Linked DNA regions of Mus musculus: region 1 is linked to region 2. The links are chromatin contacts, called in public promoter capture Hi-C maps. All regions are on one chromosome and are shown on one strand. Each heading gives the region's core, a stretch centred on a gene start, on an enhancer-like site or on the middle of the called end of the contact. The rest is flanking DNA. Distances are from core to core; before and after follow the strand shown. Region 1 holds the start of Kcnab3 (potassium voltage-gated channel, shaker-related subfamily, beta member 3). Region 2 holds the start of Alox12b (arachidonate 12-lipoxygenase, 12R type).

Region 1 (5,878 bases), core at 3,309-5,808, 170 kb before region 2:
GCAGCACTCCATCTGGATGTCCCCCAGTATAGGGCCAGGCCCTGGTTGATGACATAGGTCATGGCTCTCACAATCTCTAGGTGCACAAGAGAGGAAAACCCTTGATGTCTGACCCATAGATTCCTAGACTCCAGATCCATTGCAGCTAGACTCTGCCCACCACAACAAGACCCCAGGTCTGTCTGCAGCCATGTCTGTTCTTCACCCTTGGATCTGAGCCTCTGCCAGTGAGATTGGGGGATGTTTGACTGGGAGAAGGCTGGCTTCCTGATGCAAGTTTGAAAGATGCTCAGTTTTAAAGGGCTGCCAGGTTTGGGGGTGCTGGTTCTTACCCTCCATAGGACTATTAGGATCTGAACGATTGGCAAATACTATATCAACGTATTCCAGCTGGAGGCGGTCCAGGGATCCTTGCAAGCCTGGGGGGTGGGGGAGGGAAAGGAAGGTAAATACTACCTTCAATGAAAATATCAGACCATACCCTCTTGACATAGTCAACTTAATCTTTCACTCCAGGACATCAGGGACATTCCCAATTCTTCTGGCCTCCATGGCTACCCACCTCAGGTTCCCAGGCACCGACTCTCACCTTCAATGATGTGTTTGCGACTCAAGCCACGCTCTGTTTCTGCCCTGTAGGAAAAGGCTACGTCAAGGAGCGGGGCTTACCTGAAGCTATGGAGAACTGGGATGGCACGAGTCCTTACCGGCAGGTGTGGAGCAGCAAACCCCCCACTCCTATCCCATAGACCACAGATCCTTCGTAAGGCTTCGCCCCAAGTACTCACTGTCCACCCCAAAAAATCTTGGTGGTGATAACATAGCTTGATCTCCTGGAAAAAGCAAAACAATATTTCCAGCAGGAAAATGATATTTGGTTGATCATGTCTCCAGCAGCCACCACCCCCTGAACAGTCTCACCTCCAGCCTTTGCTCTTGAGAATATTGCCAAGGGTTCTTTCAGCCCTGAAATAAAGACAATGCAAGGACACGCATCTCCTTAAGATAGAATATTTCTCTCCTCTTCTCCCAGTGTGTCCTCTCTAGCAGAGAGAAGCGTGGGGGAAAGGAACCACGCCGGAGTCTCAGCTTGACTTTGGACAAAGGCAAGAAGCTCCCAGAGCTAGGAGTGTATACTTTCAATTAATTCACCTATGTTGTGTATCAACTATGTACCAAACCCTATTGTGGGTGCTTAAGGGGTAGACTGCAACAGGGCAAGAGAAACAGACTGGGTTACTCTCCCCTTCCTCTGCCTCTATAAAATTCCAGCCACCCTCCTAATCCCAGCTCTGGTTCTGCCTGTGACTGCCAGTTTGTGGGGAGCCCTTTCGTCAGCTTCCATAGAGTTGCTCACACAGGTCCCCTTTTCTTCTTCCCTCCCACATTTAGAAACAAGATCTCACTTTGTTAGCCCAGGTTAGCCTCAAATTCTCATTCCTCTCCCCTTACCCTCCCAATGCTGGAACTATAGGTGAGTGCCATCATGCCCAGCCTATAGAGTTCTGTTAGTACATGATTATGGGCTGTGACAAGTCTGAAATTATTGAACCATGGTATAACGCTGGATCTTTCCTATGTCCCTTGTTTGTATAATCTCCTAGACTCTATGTTTTTCAAGCTTATGTTGACCTCTTCCCAGAAACAGTGCATGTGTTTTGCTGGTCTCTATGAAGGTTCCTGAGAAGAGAAGCTCCAGGGAGGTGGGAAGGCTCTGAGTTGAGCAGCAAATATACTTGTATGAAGCAGACATTTACTTAATGTCAGAAAGTAGTACCGATTGTCACGGGTGCTCGATGGTCATGACCAATTCTGGGCAGTTGGGTAAAGGTTTCTTGGAGGAGCTGACCCTGAGCTAAGTCTTGAAGAAGAATGTTTATCAAATAAAGAGGCAGAGTAGGCAATGTAGACTTCGGCTGCTCCCAACGTAAGGCCATAGGCATGGGATGTGATGTGCTGTGTTTGAAAATACAGCTTCAGGATAAATTTGTTGGTTTTATTTGAATGTGACTGCACAGTAATGTCTAATGACCTCTAATCCAGAGGGGAAAGCATTGTGGGAACTACAACTCCCACAATACACAGGGTGTCTACTAGCCTGAAAAGTTGGAACTTTATTGTTCCCAGAATTCCCAGGTCTCTCTCTTCAAAGAGGGAAACAAGAATCCCTGATGTTCTCTCAAGCTGCCTTCCAAATATAACTTTACTCTTTCACCCCAGTTCTTACTTTCCTGCCGCGTACACTTCAGCAGTGTCAAACAGGTTTACGCCGTGCTCATAGGCAACTGTCAGGAGATCTTCTGCTGTCTAGGGAGGCGAGAAAAAGTTGAAGATGAACGGTTGCCCTTAGTGACTTCCCTGCCTGCATCTTAACCCACAGCACTTCAGCCCTGGTCCCCACATTTTCTCTCCTTTGCTCATCCTCTAGCTTCAGGTCCTTTACCCTGCCCCCAGGCTCATCCAAATCCTTTTCTTATTCCCTCGCCACAACCACCTGGACCCTGTTTCTAGGTCCCATCACATATACCTCATCTGAGATCTGAGAGCCAAACGTGACCCAGGTACCTGCAAGAGAGAATTCAGACCCGTGAGAACTGTGGGAGACAGGCCGTAAAATCGTGCCCCTTTTCCTCAGTTTCTGTTCTAACTCACCAAGGCCAAGACAGGACACCCGGAGCCCAGACTTCCCTAGGTTCCTGCAGGATACAGAAGCAGCAGGAAAGGATGAAGCCTCCACTGGGGACTTGGATTATCAGTCCCCAGCTCCTGTCCTTCCAAGCCCTCAAGGGTCTCAGTCCAAAGAAACCAAACCCAGTGGGCTGATGGGGCGGACAGTGCTATCCCATAGCAGAGGCCCTAGGAATATTGTTGAAAGAACAAGTGAACAAAGGCGATTGACCCTAGAGCCACTGTTCAGTGCCTCCGTTCCCTCCTATTATCTCTGCCTTCTGGTTTCCTCTTCCTGGGTGAGGTCCTGCCTGTGTCTGAGTCGTCTCTGTGATGCGTGGAGTAGTGGGATTTGAAAAATGTGGCTGATTGTGGTGACATGTAAACCAACTCAGGCACGTTGATGAGGTCAGTAAAGGCAGCAGCAGGGATGGGGGGGGCTTTGACAGGAAAGTCCAGCTCTCTCTCTTCCTCTCTTCATTGACCTCTGAGATTGAACTAGAGACCCTCCTTCTTTTTCCAAGGCACAGATTAAACAGCCCTACTTCCTAGTCAGGGCTGCTACAGGGAGAAGATTGGATACTTCGGAGGACAAAGGTGGGTCACATTAATGACCTCAGCTCATTCCCAAGCAAAAGTGCTCCCCACCCTCCTTCTGAGAGTCTCTGGCCGGTAGTCCTCTGAGTTAAAAGTAAAATTTTCACAACCCTTCCCGCCAACTCTTGTCTTACAGCATGAGGGCGAAAGATGTGGTCCATCCTTTCAAATGTCCCTTCCCTCTCTAGGGCCCTGATCCTACCCTGGAAAGGTTGAGGGAGACTGGCTTCGGGGCTGGTGGGGGCAATATCTGGGTCAGGCGCCCCAACCGGCCAGAGTGAGATGCTGTTTCCCTCCCTCCTCTCCCCAGGACGCCAACCCAAGGACACTCCATTGGAGGGGGTGGGGGGAGCAGCCTGGAGATCCAGGCGTTCCCCGCTTTTTTACGGGTAAGGAGGACAACTCAGGGGCATCGTTTAGGTATGACAGGACTCTGTCAACCTTGGTAAACTTGATTTCAAAGTTGGGGGAACTAACAGAGGAAGAGAGTGAGTGCGTGTGAGAGAGAAGAGGGGGGGGTGAGCCAGACCTTTAAGCTAAGTTTGAAGGGGTCTTAGGCGGCTAACCCAGAAAGCCTCAGGGGTCCCAAAAGAGGAGCATATGGATAGGCTGCCCGGCCACCCCATACCTGTATTTCATGCCAGTGCCTCGGCCGGTGCTCTCTCGAAGGGCCCCAGCAGGTGCTGGGGGTCTAGGGACCACTGCAGCTCGTGACTTCGAGCTCGGTCCTCCACCCCCCGGAGGGTTCCCATGCCCTCCGCCCACTGGCCCTCCATTACCGCCCCCAGGACCGGGCCGGGGTCCACAGAGACGGTCCTCACTGCTCCGGCTGCGAAGGTTCTGCTCGGTACACGCGATAGACACCTGCATGCCGGATGGCCAGGGCGGGGGAGGGGGCTCCGAGGGAGCGGGAGGAGGGAGCCGGGAAGTCCGAGGGCAGACACCGGTGTGGTGGTAATAGCGCGATCGCAGGGAGAGCGGGAAGGCTGAGAAGGCTGCAGCTAGAGCCGCCAAACGGGATCGGGCCCGCGGGGGCGGGCTGTTGGAGGTCGCGGGTCTTGCGGTGGGAAAGGAAAACCGTGGGGTCGCCCGGAGTGGTGGGTATTCGGGTGCTGGGAGCTGTGATGAAGGGATTGGGAGGATAAACGGGTAAGGATAAAGAAAAGTCGAGGACGGTCTTCAAGGATAGCTACCCAGGAACAAGGGGTAGCAAAAGACGGGTGCCACTTCAGCTGGAACCGCTGCGGGACCGCTGTGCTCCCAGCCGCGTCGGCAGCAAGCCCAGCTCATTAACATTCAGGCCACGCCCCTTCATCTGCATGGAGCCGCCTGCCTCTGAGTAGAACACGCTGCTCATCTGCATAAGCTCCGCCTGCAGAAGCTCCAGAACTTAAATAATCAGTGTGCCTTGCCCAGAACATCCCGTTTTAGGAACGGGGTTCTCACTTTCTGTACTTGAATCGTGTCCGCTTTCATTCCGGTCAGTGGTGTGCACTCGAGAGGGCGTTTTTTGTTCCCCGAGAAAACTAGATTTGGAGACATTGTCACAGCTAAAGGTAAGACAGGATGTGTGTACTACATCTATCAAGTGGTAGCAAAGGTTGCTGCTAAAATTCTAAAACACAACAAAGTATCCAGCTCGAGAGAAATCTGCTGGGAAAACCTCTTTATAGGCTTCAGGGATGTGTGGCTACCCTAGTTCTCATTTTTGTGTGAGTCACACTGGGAGGGGCCACAGGAACTCACACTCAGGCAGCAGAGGGTGACAAAAAGTTTATTCAGTTTATTCTGTGTTTCTCACAGAGTCAAGCAGGGATAAAACTGGCGTAGACTCCTGTGAGCTTCATTCTTATGACTTGAAGGCAGTGGGTGGTAGGCCTTCGGGGGAAAGCTCTCGGAGACAGGTAGATGGAAGGGCTCTCAATGTAACAAGTGAGATGGGCCCAGGCAGTCACAGGTTCTTCTGAGGGGTGAGGTAGATGTTTCAGCCAGCTCTGGCAGAGAAGAAGGGCAAAGATCGGACATAGGAGTCTAGCCGGGATCGAAAGAGCTCACTTTGCACAGTTTGTCCCAGCGGGCACAGAGGATTCTTCACAACAAACTCCACATACAGCTGCGAAAAGGAGGGTGTGTGAGCCTGATGTGAGACACTTTTCATTTTCAATCTCAAACATGGTGTAATCTCGAGAATATAAGAATACACGGGTGGGGTTGGGGTGGAGAGAGCTCAGGAATTAAGAAAGCATACTACTGCTTTTGCAGAGGTTAGTCAGAGCCTAGCACCCATGTTGGTCAGCTCACAACTGCCTGTAATTCTCCAGAGGATCTGTCCTCCACAGACACTTGTGCTCATGTGCACACATACCCTCTACACAATACATATAATTAAAATAAGAAATACATCATTTATAAAAAAAAAACCCAAAAACCTGCACAAGCTCTCCCTTAGAGAAGCTATTACTGTTTAAGGAGCTAAAGGCTCTGGAGAAAACTGAGTTCAACAGGGATGTGATACAGAAGGATAAGGGCAGAAAACCCGAGGGACTCCTAGGGCTCTAGGAGGAAAAGGGTTCCTCTACTGACACTGACCGCACTGTAGATATGGTGTAGAACA
Region 2 (5,684 bases), core at 2,561-5,060:
TTACTCCCCTATGCCCCAGCTCCTCCTGTTGCACTCTGGGAATGGTGGTGCCCCCTGGAGTTGTGCAATCCAGATCCCCAGTTTGGCACAGTCCCCAGGGCGGGAGCCTCACTCCTTCGAGGGCCCAGCAGATGACTCAGGTCTCCCTGCCCTGCTGTTGCGTGGCAGCCACCCCACCCAACCCCATTCTTGCCCAGCCAGCTAGTATCACCTGCCTGTCCCCTGCCCATCCCCTTCCATGCCACACAGACCCATCACCATGGGAAGGAACTCTGCGTCCCAGTGACTCCCATGATGACTTCCTCACCCTCCCCTAGAGCCCGCCCAGCCTCAGCCTCTCCTTTCCCTTGACTCAAGGCCCCATTCCCTCCTCTGAGGAGAATATTCTAGCACAGGCAAATGAATGGGTAGTCCTCTATGGAAATGATGGGGCTCAGACACCAGCATCCTCAGTTATGCCCTTTCCCATGTTGAGAGAAGCCTGCAGAAATTCAAGGGGTCTAAGAGAAGAAATGCATCTTGTGGCCCTGCCACAGCCACACTTAGGAAGCTCACTCAAGTGGCTAGATGAAGGCTTACAGAAGAGGTGGATGTGTGCAGCAAAGGCAATCGGGTCCTATCCTTCTCCCTCGGGAGCAGCCACACAATCCCCCCAAAGGCAAGGAAGCTTGGCTGTGCTGCCAGCTCTGGAGAAGCCCAGATGCCTGCATGAATAACGAAGTCTTCTATGGGAGCCAGGGAACTCTTGCTGGGTAGAAAAGCCCACTGGGGATAGCAATGAGTCCTGTTAGGAAACTAAAGTATCCCACTGGGGTAACAGAGTCCTCTGAAGCAATATAATGGCAATATATGAAGCAACATATATGTGTATGTGTGTGTATAGTATATATACTATACTCTTATATAGTAATATACTACTAGTATATATATATATGTACATATATATATATATATATATACACTAATATATATGTATGTATTCTTATGTATTCTTAGTGGTTTCCTAGCTGAACATTGTATATATTCATATAATGCTCAGCTAGGAAACCAGTAAGAATATAGCTCAATTGTAAAGTTTCCATCTACCATACATAAGACCCTGAGTTCAAATCCTTAGTATCACAAAAAAAAAGAAAGAAAGAAAGAAAGAAAGAAAGAAAGAAAGAAAGAAAGAAAGGAAGGAAGGAAGGAAGAAAGGAAGGAAGGAAGGAAGGAAGGAAGAAAGAAAGGAAGGAAGGAAGAAAGAAAATCAGGCCAATGAGATTGGCTGCATGGATATAGGCCCTTTCTGCCAAGCTAGATGACTGAGTTTGATCACCAAGATTCCCATGGTAGAAAGAGAGAACCAATCCCCACAAATTGTCCTTTGACCTCCACTATGACAAGGCTTGTCATGGTAGCACACGTCTTTAATCCCAGCACTTAGGAGGCAGAGGCAGAAGGGTCTCTATGAGATTCTCAGTCTACATAGTGAGATCCAGGACATCTGGGACTATAGAGAGAGACCCTTTCTCAAGCAAACAATAAAATCATATTCAAGGGCTTGGTGACCTGGAGAGCTAAGAAACTAGGCTTCTAAGTAGAACACAGATCTGACTGGAACAATGGAGCATCCTATTGTAGAAACAGAATCCTGCTCCAGAGAGCCACAGAGGTCCTTGTAGCACACCAGGCATCCAATAGGAGTCAAGAGAGAGTGAAGCATGAAGGGAAGACTGATCTGATCTGGGAATGCTCTCTGCATGAGCTGATAGTGCTCCCTGGGCCTCAGGATGTGGGAATGGTCTCCCCATGAGCTGATAGTGCTCCCCACATGAGGCTGATAGTGATCCCTGGGCCTCAAGATGTGGGAATAGTCTCTGTATGAGCTGATAGTGCTCCCTGGGCCTCAGGATCTGGGAATGCTCCCTGCATGAGCTGATAGTGCTCCCTGGGCCTCAGGATCTGGGAATGCTCTCTGCATGAGGCTGATAGTGATCCCTGGGCCTCAAGATGTGGGAATAGTCTCTGCATGAGCTAATAGAGCTCCCTGGGCCTCAGGATCTGGGAATGCTCTCTGCATGAGCTGATAGTGCTCCCTGCATGAGCTGATAGTGCTCCCTGGGCCTCAAGATGTGGGAATGCTCTCTGAATGAGTTGATAGAGTTCCCTGGACCTCAGGATCTGGGAATGCTCTCTGCATGAGGCTGATAGTGCTCTCTGCATGAGCTGGTAGTACTCCCTGGGCCTCATACACTTGGGTTCCTTCACTGTGCAGCCCTAAGCTAAGCCCAGAGCAGCAATGGGCACTAAGGCTGGCCATGCCTGATTGACTTGATGGGATCCCGAAGTGGCCAATCTGGAGTAGCTGGGCAAGAGTAAGGAAACTCCCTGCATGGGATGAGGTGGTCAGTGCTGGCTCACCTGTGGCCTCCCGGAGTGCCAGGGTCTCATAGCCATCCATCCACTGGTAAGCTGGGAAGTGGTAGACACGGCAGTCGGGAGCACAGATCTGCACATAGTTGCAGTACCAGGGGTCCTTGGCTAGGAAGGAATGAGGCTCCTTGTGCAGACGGATGATGATAAGCTCCCCCAGGTCCTGCTGGCACTGTACCGTGTAGTCATCCACCTGCACAAAACATGGGGGCTGAGTGACCTGGCCAGTTCCTGAAGGCTTACCCTTTACCTGCTCATGTTAGTAACACTCCCCTGCTGGACTGAGGAGTGCACAGAGCAAGGATAAAGAGAAGGCACAGATGTGAACCCCCTGACTTGGCTGCCCTCTGCTGGGCCCATTTACCCAAGGCAGGGAAAGACCCCTGCCTTATCCATCCTTCCTAAGGTCCCAGTCGCTTGAGGCTGCAGGAGCTATTTAGAATCTTGGGGGCAAAAGAGTCAGCGCCCAGGACTCCCTAGCATCCTGCACTCCTAGACTGGACAGCAGAGTGCCCCCCTGCCCTTCTCCCACTTTTCAAGGAAGATGTAGGAATTCAGAAGTGGCCACACAGATGACGGAGCCTATTCGGATCACACAGGAGCAGAAGGCTATCAAAATCACAGAGTGGCTTCCATTAGGGCAAAGCAAGTCCCCACTGGCCAGGCTGGTCGGATGCCATTTGAAGTCACAGAGAATCCAATGCAAATGGAAGCCAGTTGTGATGCAACGTGGCTGAGGAAGAGTGAGTAAGGATGGGAGAGAGGTGATGGAAAGGCATGAGAATAGAAGAAACCTTAAGGTGTGGAAGAGAACTGAGAGAGGTGGATAAGCTCAAAGAGAAGAGGAGGGGGCAAGGAAAGAAGAGGGAGAAGGATGTATTGGTTGGAAAGAATGAGAGAAGAGTGAGCAAAGAGGATGAATATGTGTGGGGAGAGATAGGAAACCAGTTGGGAGCCCACAGTGTTAGAGTTGTCCTTGGTTCTCCAGTCCCCTGGCCCAGCTCTGGCTGCCTACCGGATACCTCCATCCACCCCAAGCCTCCATCCATCCTGGGTGACGCGTGCGCACTTACCGCCCCCGTGGCAAAGTCTCTCCCAAAGTGGTTCAACCGCTGCTTATGGCTCTCTCCTTGGGTCCCCACGATGGTCAGTGAAATTGAATCCAGCGTCCCCGAAAAGAAGTCAGTGCCCGTGGCCACCTTGACTTTATAGGTGGCCATGGCCGCTCTTCAGGAGCCAAGAGAGGGCTCAATCCCGGACACTATGGCTAAAGCCACACAGTTAGAAACGAGGTAGACAAGGGAAGCCAGACAGCGAAGAGTGATGGAGCAGTCAGTGATGGAGCAGTCAGCGGGAACCACTGTCCCGCGAATGCCTCTGGAGCCGGGAGCAGCTGCTGCCCTTGGCGGGGCGGGAGGGATGTGAGCCTGGCAGATGAGGCGGAGCCGGGCCAGTAGCCCGTGAGCAGGCGTCTGCGCTTGAGACCTATAGGAGCTGATGGGGAGGAACCGCAGGCAGGGCGCTGAGAGGGCGGATAGAAGATGCTGAGGCTGAAGCAGCCTTCAGGGTGTGGGAGCTGTCTAGGCTGAGCCAGGGCCCCAGGGAAGTTGGGGGAGGGGGCGGGGCAGGGCCTTCAGATCTTTATCAAACTAATAAGCTGTTCGCCCCCATTGGCTGCAGCGACAGGCACCCATGCTGAACCTGGCCAAAATCAGAAGTGACCTGCTTTGGAAGGCATGAGGAGTGATACAGACGTGCTGTCCAGTGTCCTGCTTTTGCGTTAGAACCCAGGGCCTGCAGTACACATCAGGAAGAATGTTGAAGCCAGGAGACTAAAGACCACAAGGGACAAGAGATGCAGGGTGGAAGGGTTTGGAGCCTAAAGCCTGTAGCTGCTGCTTCCTTGTTAGCCAGTATCTACTTAGGAGAACCTGGTGTTGATACGCAGAGGACAGTTGAGAGAACAGCTGAGGCAGGAGAATAAGACTAAAGGACTTCAGTTCACTGTAGAGAACATACAGAAAATGTGGGAGACCCTGAGTTCAATCTCCAACCCCCAAAGGGATCAGGCTAAAGTCAGGCACAGTGGTCCACACCTCAACTTCCAGCTACTTGGAGGCTGAGCCAAGAGCCTCTGATGCCTGAGCTACAAAGGAAGACCATCATCTCACAGAGAGAGAGAGAGAGAGAGAGAGAGAGAGAGAGAGAGAGAGAGAGAGAGAGAGAGGAAGAGAGAGGAAGAGAGAGAGGAAGAGAGAGAGAGGAAGAGAGAGAAAGAGGAAGAGAGAGGAAGAGAGAGAGAGGAAGAAAGAAAGAAAAAAAGAAAGAAGGAAAGAAGGAAAGAGAGAGAAAGGAAGGAAGAAAGAAAGAGAGAGAGGAAGGAAGGAAGAAAGAAGGAAAGAAAGAAAGAGAGGGAGAGAGAAAGAAAGAGAGGGAGAGAGAAAGAAAGAAAGAAAGAAAGAAAGAAAGAAAGAAAGAAAGAAAGAGAGGGAGAGAGAAAGGAAGGAAGGAAGGAAAGAAAAGAGGGAGAGAAGGAGAGAGAGAGAATTAAGATTGAAAAAAACTTTTTGTCTTAGATGTGTGGGTGTCTATGTAGGAGTGTCTGTTTACCACTTGGGTGCCTGGTGTCTGCAGAGGCCATAAGGTAGCATTGGGTTCCCTGGAACTGGAGTAAGAGAAGGCTGTGAGCCACCATGTGGGTGCTGGGAATTGAACCCCAATCTTCACGAAGAGCAGCAGTTCTCTTATCTGCTGAGCCATACCAGTCTCCAAATTAAGGTATTTTACAGATAAACACCCTAGAGATTATATATGGAGTGAACTATACCATACATTCAGACATTTCTTATTCCACTGATGCAAAGTTTCAGAACAGACAAAACTTGCCACCTCCTACACAATTCAGTGCTTTTGGAATGGGGAAACCATGTAGGCAGCTAGAATGTTCTCTGCTGATCTGGCTTGTATGTAGGACACTTGACACATTTTACTGTATCTGTGCTGTTCTTCAGTATTGTAAAGAACATACTCTTACCAGGGAAGTCTAAACAAAACAAAACAGAAGTAATATGCTGGTCATGATGGCTCATGCCTTTAATTCCAGCACTCTGAAGGCACAGGAAGGTGAGTAGGTGAATCTCTGTGAGTTCAAAGCCAGCCTGATCTACATAGCAAATTCCAGGTCAGTCAGGACTAGATAGTAGATGCTGTCAGAAAACCAAAAACCAAAACCAAAAACCAGAAACAACAACAACAACAACAACAAAGCC

Evidence for each region. Promoter capture Hi-C pulls out the DNA fragments that hold promoters and counts their contacts.
Region 1: a contact with region 2 is called in a promoter capture Hi-C map of embryonic stem cells. The contact joins the promoter of Kcnab3 here to the promoter of Alox12b in region 2. A contact is called at or near these places in 11 of 39 promoter capture datasets (the C10 cell line, the HPC-7 cell line, cranial neural crest and 7 more), 2 of 115 datasets of contacts at active chromatin or transcription factors (both in embryonic stem cells) and 3 of 9 other capture datasets (adipose tissue, liver and pancreatic islet).

What each region holds. Positions count from the first base shown.
Region 1 is chr11:69,324,938-69,330,815 of GRCm38.p6, reverse strand. It overlaps Kcnab3 (potassium voltage-gated channel, shaker-related subfamily, beta member 3), which reads right to left and starts at 4,558. Exons shown (of 14, transcript NM_010599.4): 1 at 3,893-4,558; 2 at 2,653-2,696; 3 at 2,528-2,565; 4 at 2,228-2,307; 5 at 922-966; 6 at 789-833; 7 at 590-633; 8 at 333-419; 9 at 1-76. The coding sequence starts at 4,134. It overlaps Trappc1 (trafficking protein particle complex 1), which reads right to left. Exons shown (of 5, transcript NM_001024206.2): 4 at 5,854-5,878; 5 at 5,023-5,377. The coding sequence ends at 5,249.
Region 2 is chr11:69,155,198-69,160,881 of GRCm38.p6, reverse strand. Alox12b (arachidonate 12-lipoxygenase, 12R type) reads right to left here and starts at 3,810. Exons shown (of 15, transcript NM_009659.2): 1 at 3,489-3,810; 2 at 2,404-2,608. The coding sequence starts at 3,635.